Linked DNA regions of Gossypium hirsutum: region 1 is linked to region 2. A link is a contact called in public Hi-C data. All regions are on one chromosome and are shown on one strand. The core of a region is the stretch at or near the end of the contact, and the rest is flanking DNA. Distances in the headings are between cores, read along the strand shown. Region 1 holds the start of LOC107948634 (probable E3 ubiquitin-protein ligase HERC3). Region 2 has its middle 28 kb from the start of LOC121227885.

Evidence for each region. Hi-C and Micro-C count contacts between places; a contact is called where the count stands out from the background.
Region 1: a Hi-C map of leaf shows a contact between it and region 2, with 1.6 times the contacts expected there. The contact joins the promoter of LOC107948634 here to the enhancer-like site in region 2. A contact is called at or near these places in 2 of 34 Hi-C or Micro-C datasets (both in leaf).

Annotation. Positions count from the first base shown.
Region 1 is chrA04:6,044,235-6,048,167 of Gossypium_hirsutum_v2.1, reverse strand. It overlaps LOC107948634 (probable E3 ubiquitin-protein ligase HERC3), which reads left to right and starts at 1,636. Exons shown (of 6, transcript XM_016883258.2): 1 at 1,636-2,607; 2 at 3,255-3,464. The coding sequence starts at 2,266.
Region 2 is chrA04:5,617,322-5,620,918 of Gossypium_hirsutum_v2.1, reverse strand. No RefSeq gene overlaps it. Among protein-coding and RNA genes, the nearest start is that of LOC121227885, 28 kb to the left of the region's middle. Within about 2 kb of position 1,453, at least 1 of the 9 cell types and tissues checked has an H3K27ac peak or open chromatin away from gene starts, as enhancers often do. A contact at or near this core is called in leaf, where this site is marked.

The sequences.
Region 1 (3,933 bases), core at 387-2,886, 430 kb before region 2:
AACAAAATACAAGGTGTAGAATTGGAAGTCGATTTCAACACCAACGGAGACGAATGCCAAACTTTCTGTAGTTGAAGGAAAATAGTTAAATTAACGCTACTGAATATAACCTTTGCAGTTGGAATAGTTAGTCACTTTATGCAGAAGCCAAAAAAACCTCATTTAGAAGTTGTTTATCGAATAATGAGGTATGCCAAAGGCACACTTGACTACGGCTTATATTATAGGAGCAAGACGTGTGAATTAGTATGACACAGTGATGCAGATTAAGCTGGAAATCATGATATATAACTATCAACCATTAATTAGGCTTTCAATTTGGGATTCATTACCATCTCTTAATGTGACAAGAGACAACCTAACTTTTTTTTTCTCTCTCCTGATCCTTCTCATTGTCTCTAGAAAAAAAATCAAACTTATCATCATCCATCATTATTTAAACTTATCCATTAATTAAAACAATAATATATGTATAAACCGACTTGCATTATGCCGACTTAGGGAAGGTATAAATAAAAAATAATTATATGAAACTGGGATACCATATTAGTTGTATCCCTTTCCAACAATTTAATGTCATTTTAACATTTTCATTCTAAATTTTAACATATCATGTTTTATTTGATTTTTTTTCAAGATAATAATAATGAAATTTAAGATGAAAATGCCGTAAACTTTTCATTATATATACGTGAATTAGAAACAATTAAATGAATTGATAGCTTTCTTAAAGCTTTGGTATTATTGCTTCTTTAAACATTCGATCTAATTTTATCTTCTATTCAATTTAATCCCTCATTTCTTTTGCATAAATTATTTTATATTTGCTCCCTCAATTACTTCAACCGTTAAAAACCACATTAGACAACCACAAACTTTCACTACAAACTATAAAACCAACATAAAAAAAATTAAAAACATTATAAATAATGGAATTGTGGTTTCCACGTCGCAAGTTTTGAGGATTCACGTGTCAATCAATCTTCGGACAAAATAGAAGGGTAGAACGACAGGTAGTGGAAATCCACGACCAAACACAAAAAACGGACCAAAGCTTCCGATTCGTAGATTTTGTGCTGTAAACCAGAAGACAAATACCTAGCTGCATCGCTTTTGACGTTAGTTAGCCAATCCTCATTCGACACGTCATCTAAAAGAAAAACTTTCTCATCCGTGTTGAGATGTTATTGACTCTCTTCACATGGTTATCTTAGGATTGATTCTATCAAACAAATTTGTAAACTTTAATAATTTAGAGTTAATGATGCCATCCCCTTATGTATCAAGTTAAGAAACAGGCTTACAACTACGTTTTGTCTAATTTAAGAACATAAAATCATTTTTATAATCTTCCCACCAATTATAAGCATTACATAAGAAAAATTATATAGAGACAAAACTCATATAAAGTATATAAGTTTCAACTTTTATTTAAATAATATTTTAAATCAACTCGATTTAAATAAATTTGATTTAAATTTGTGACCCAATTCGACTAAATCAAATTTATTTGAGTTGTTATTATTATTTTTAAAATTAGACTGAATTAACTAATCGAGTAAATTGAACCAAGAATCAATTGAAGTATTAATCCAAAATAAAAGATTAAATTCGAATAAATCGAGTTGATTGATTAAACCAAAAACCGATAATGCATGGTTGTTGGACTATAGATTCAATGCGGAAAACCTTGGTTGGCAGTATCTTTTCCTTCATGCCTTCTTTACATCTCCTTTTTCATTTTTAAATTTAATTATTTTACAAATAACGTACTTTTCAGCTCAATTTTCCACTTCCAATTTTTCGGTGGAAAAAGAAAAAGAAAAAGCAAGAAAGGAAAAATCCTTCTTTTGGTAGTGATCGATCTTCACTGATTTCCTTAACTTATTTTTTTCTTTAATTGTTTCTTTCTTCAATCCAATCTCAAACTTTTGAAATTCTGGTAATCCTCTGTTTTTTAAATCCATTTTCTGCAGATTAATTTAAAAAAAATTCTGAATTTCTCATTCTCTTGACAACGAAAATCAACGGTGATCTAGTGATCCGATCCATCCCATCTGATGATTAGTTTCCAATCAAAGCATCAATCGCAATTGAATTTCTCAATTCTCCTTCCTTCCGATGCTTTCTTTATAATTTGTTTTAATTGCTTAAGATTTCGCCTCAAAATTTGATAAATTTTCTTTTTCTCTTGTTTCTTTTTCTTAGAAATCGAAACCCTAAATCCGTTACATTTCCAGTTAAAAGAAAATCAAAAAATTTTCAATGGCTGATCGGAGTAGGCTATTTTCGATTGACGATCTGCCGTCGCATCTAATTTTGGAAATTTTAACGTCCGGTAAACGGTTAAGTGCCGTTGACCTAGTGTCGCTGGAGCTGACTTCGAGAACATTCGGAGGGTGTCACGGTGTTTATCCCACGAAATGCAGGTCGCTGGTTGATTTAGCCGCGTTTCAATTGTGCATGACGAATGGGATATATATAGGGATGAGTTGTAGTAGTCAAAGGGACATTTTTGAACGGTGTGATGGAAATTGGAAGCGACTTTTGAGGTTTTTGCAATCAGTAGAGCAATCGTCGGACATGGTCCAAACCTCTGCAGGCAATGTAACTATTTCTTTTTTTTTTTAAATATATTAATTTTGATCATTTTGCTTTTAGAATTAATAATTTTTTGTACTTTTGCCTGTTAACTTGAGAAATGGCTGAGAATTTAGTTGGGATTTAGTTTCTGTTTGGTTTCTTATGGTTTGCTCTTTTTGGTGTGTTCGGATATAATAGAAATACTAGTTCTGAAGGAAGTTAAAGTTACATTACAGTTTTTTGAATATTAAAATGCCTGGTTTTTAGTTTTTTATGGAGAATTATGATTTAAATGGTTAGCATAGATGGTTTAAAGCAATTTCCGGGGCAACATAAAGGAAATAGCAGAAAGTAAGTGATAGAAGCAACAATTGTACAAATGCTTAAATTACAACTTAAGTTGAAATTTGGCTGAACTCTACCTGCTTTCACTGTGGATTATTCAGTATTAATTTGGTTGCATTTTTGCTGGCTTTAGTAATTAGTTGTTTGATGGTTCCTTATCATTCATTTTTTTGCTACACAAAGAGGTTCGTTTCTTTTTTTTCATGTCGATACTTGATTGCATCTTTCAAATCTCTTATGTTTCTGTCTCCATCTCTTATATATCTTATATTGCCATTAAATGAGTTCTGGTTGCTCAACACTTATTATCAAGTTTGATCTACCAGATGCAGATAACAACTGGAAGGTATCACACATTGCTAATTAGGAATTCATCAGTGTACTCTTGTGGTTCCAGTTTGTGTGGTGTCCTTGGACATGGTCCTGAAACAACACAGTGTGTAGCATTTACGAGGATTAACTTCCCTTCTCTAGCTAATGTGATCCAGGTGTCAGCCTCTCAGAATCATGCTGCATTTGTTTTGCAGTCTGGAGAGGTTTGTTGCTCACCTTTATTCAGTTTGCCATGTTTTTCAGTTGGCCAATAGCATACACAGGGTACATTTCATAAACGAGCCACATATATTCTTTCCCTGGCAGCTGATGTCAGTTCTTTGTAATTGCATATGGATGTTAGTGCTTGATGTGGTTTTGAATGTTTGATCCAGCCACAACCTCTGAGAAAGTCAAATATTACATGACTGGAAATGATGATAACATAATATACTGTGAATTTGTGATAACGTCAAATATTCTTAACAGCTCTGTTTTTTATTGCTTAAGATGGGCACCTTTTAGTTTATTCATTGCTGGATAGATCAATTCCTAGTATCTTGATTCGGCTGGATTTGGTAATAAGTTTATGAAAATGTGAACCCTAAGGGAAGGGTTCATAGCGGTTGCAACCTCTGTGTGGTCTTCATATATTAAATTCAGGCAGAAGCAAGCTGAACCTAGCCTAGAAAG
Region 2 (3,597 bases), core at 204-2,703:
CAAAACTCAGTCACTCCTCTTATAAATAAAAAGTACTGTTTTCGATAAAGCAAATGTAGTCGTTAATGCGCTTAAGATGGAATACCTTGCAGGTAATGAAATCATAAACTTTACCCTTAATTTTCTTAAAAGATTGCTTAAGATAGATTCTTAACTCGAAACCTTCGATTTTGTAGTCCTTAGAGTGATGAATGCTAAACTCGAAGTTTTGGAAGTGGGAAGTTTGTTAGCTGGGCTTCAGATTAAACCAACCTTTATCTGACTGGATCAAAAAGAAGTAGTTAAGCAATTAGAAATTGATGGTTAGAGTCAAACATATTGAATAGAATTACTCGATTGATTTTGGATTGGATGGCGATGGTGGATTGTGTTTAAGAGGTAGACTATGTGTGCCAGATGATGTTGATTTAAAACAAACCACAATGCACGAGGTGCATGTTGGGATCTAATGCCCTTGGTATAATTTTTTTCAACTATGTACTTGTAATTTTTTAAATATATTACTTTAATAATTTCAACAGTTTTTGCATGCAATGCAAGATGAAAGAAAATATTGGTTCATTGATTATTTAACATTTAAATAATATTAAACAGTATTACGTGGACAAATCGTAATATAGAAAGACAACCTATATTAGTAAACAATCGTAAAACGCTCACTTTTGAAATGTGACATGTGGTGACAGGGCTATATATTTAAAAGAAAAATATACTTGATTGTGTATGTGATGAGTTGAGAAGATTGTGTTTATGAATGAATATGCATCATTTATAATAAACATTATCCATTAGGGTAATAATATCATAGTTCTTCGAGAGCCTTCGATTAATTTTGCACTATTAGATACAATGTTGACATTTTCATTGCTTGCAATTAAGAGAAATATTTCCTATTTTTAAGCATAGTATACGCTGTAGCACTATCTGCAAGACATGTGTCTTCATTCTTAATCATGGTTTCAAGCAAAAGATCCATATTCTCCGGTAAAACAAAACATCATAAGCAATATTGTAAACACTAAAAATTATAACAAAACATACTAAAAGCATATTAAAGTCACACCAAGCATGAATAACAAAAATTATAAAATCATAAAAAAATATAAAATATTATTACATATTTTAAAATTCTTGATTTCTAGGCTCAAAGAAATCCTCTACAGCAATATGGGTCATATCAACAAAGTTTTTAAAACTATTATCATTATGAGCAAAATTAGCCTCTATAATATCATTTAGATAAAGCCAAATTTGTTTCAATTCTCTTTCTTTTCCTTTGGATGGTAGCTTGATAAAACTTTACAAGATGTTCATGTGTATGATAGGTACATGACTAATGCTCACTCAAACCAAATTGATGGCACAAATTTTCAGTGCCCTTTGAAGGATTGCATGGACCATCACATTTCTCTTTGTATTCTCTTTTATTTTTCTTTTGGTGGTCATAATAAATGTTAGCACCTTGATAGCGATATTACAGCGTCCTCAACCATGTCCATGGCCATGGCCACGATCACGACGACGACCATGATTGCGATTTCTTTTATTTCTATAATTATTGTGTATTGTTGCATTCACTTTTGGGAATGGAGCAAAACCAGTAGGATTGCTTTCATTATTTTTCATTATAGCTCGTTATTTTGCTCAGCCACTAAAAGGTATGAGATTAATTTTGAGTATTTCTTAAAACCCTTTTCACAATATTATTGCTTCAGAAGCACATTAGATGCGTGAAAAGTTGAGAAAGTTTTCTCCAATAAGTCCCCTTCAGTTATTTTCTCTTCACATAATTTTAATTAAGAACTTGCCTTAAATATTGTAGAATTATACTCACTTACTGTTTTATAATCTTGCAAACTCAAAGTACATCCAATTATAACGAGCTTTTGGTAAAATTATCATTTTCTGATGGTCATATCTTTCTTTTAAACTATTACACAATTCAAGTGAATCTTTTATAGTCAAATATTTTGTTTACAATCCTTCTTAAAGATGATGGTGGAGGAAAATGGGAAATTTTGAATTTATGAGATAAACCAAAAATATTGTCGTGATTATAAAAAATGACAAAAAAGATTGTCTTAAGTTCAATGAGAGTTTGACGGGGTTATAGACATCTATTATTAATGTATTTACGACACCATTTAGTTTCTTAAAATATTTTCTATTTTGAAAAACATGTTTGATAAATAAAAATTTATTTCCGATAATGAAAACATGAAAAAATGTTTGTTAACCTTTTTTTATAATAGAAATATGAGAATTAAAATTAAAAAAAATTACATTTATATGAATTTAAATTAAGGTACCAGATTAACATTTAAAAAACTGTTGAAATTTTTTTTTTTACATAGGTTTGAACCATGTTCAATTTAGTTTAAAGTTAAGAGACTTTATTTTCATTTTTACAAAATATTTTTAGTGAAATCAGTGAAAAATATTTTTTTATCATTTTTTCAGATATTTTCATTTTCTAAAATTATTTTTAAAATTTTTAGCCAAACTTATTTTCTTCTATATTTATCCATTTTTCAAGAAAACGAAAATTAACATGAACAAGGTTAATGTTTGTTGAATTATAACATAGGGAATTTTGAGGAAAAGCATATATGGGCCTTAAAAAATTTGAATGGCTTTACATTTGGAATGTTGGCTTGGGCCATGGATCTCTCTAGCATCTTCATGGGCTTTCTACTAGAGTTTGGAACTTGAAATAAAATTGATTTGTTGAATGTAATAAGTGAGATAAATATTGGATTTAAGGCTTGAGAAATATATTTTTGGTGGCACCATCTTCTAGTAGATTGCCTATCAATTTTGAATATTTTCTTTTTAATTATCTTTGGCAAATTGCTTGGTCCATGAAAAAGGACTAAAAGGAAAAACAAAACAAAAAAGATTGTCGTGATTATAAAAAATGGCAAATATTGAATTTAAGAGTCCAAAAAATTCTTAATAAGGTAGAGCAAACCCTGGCCATTAATGCACCCATGTTTGCCTTTATTGAGCTTTACTTGTTGAAGTCGCACCCTATAATTTGTTCATCCATAGCTTTCCAATTTGACAAATGAAATCCATTTTCTTTTTTTATGAAATTGTTAATGCAATATGTTCATTTTGTCAAAGCTCTAATTCCAACTTTGCTATGAAAATAATGTAAACATAACAATATGTTGGAATTGGCGGCCATAAACATAATTCAAACAAAAGAATTGAGTGTTATTTCCTTGAGTAGTTTGTAAATTAAAGGATATTTTGTGAATTTTTTATTTAAATGCATGTGTCTGTTTTTATGTTCTTTATTTGATAAGAATAAAGATAGAGTTTGCAGAAATGTTGATATCAATACCCAGCTCGTTCACTCTAGCAAGTCCAACCAATGCTCCTAATTCGTCTAAGGCTTAAGATCCAATGTAGCCACCAAGAGACAAATGGTTGTATATATTATTTTTAGTTAAATTAGATAGAGTTATGTTATGAAAATTTTGGAATTTTTAATGATATTACATTCTTTACTTTGGGTATTTTAATATTTAAACGAGTTAATTTTTTAAAATTAAATATTTTTATAATTATATTAAGAGAAAAAAAAAAGTT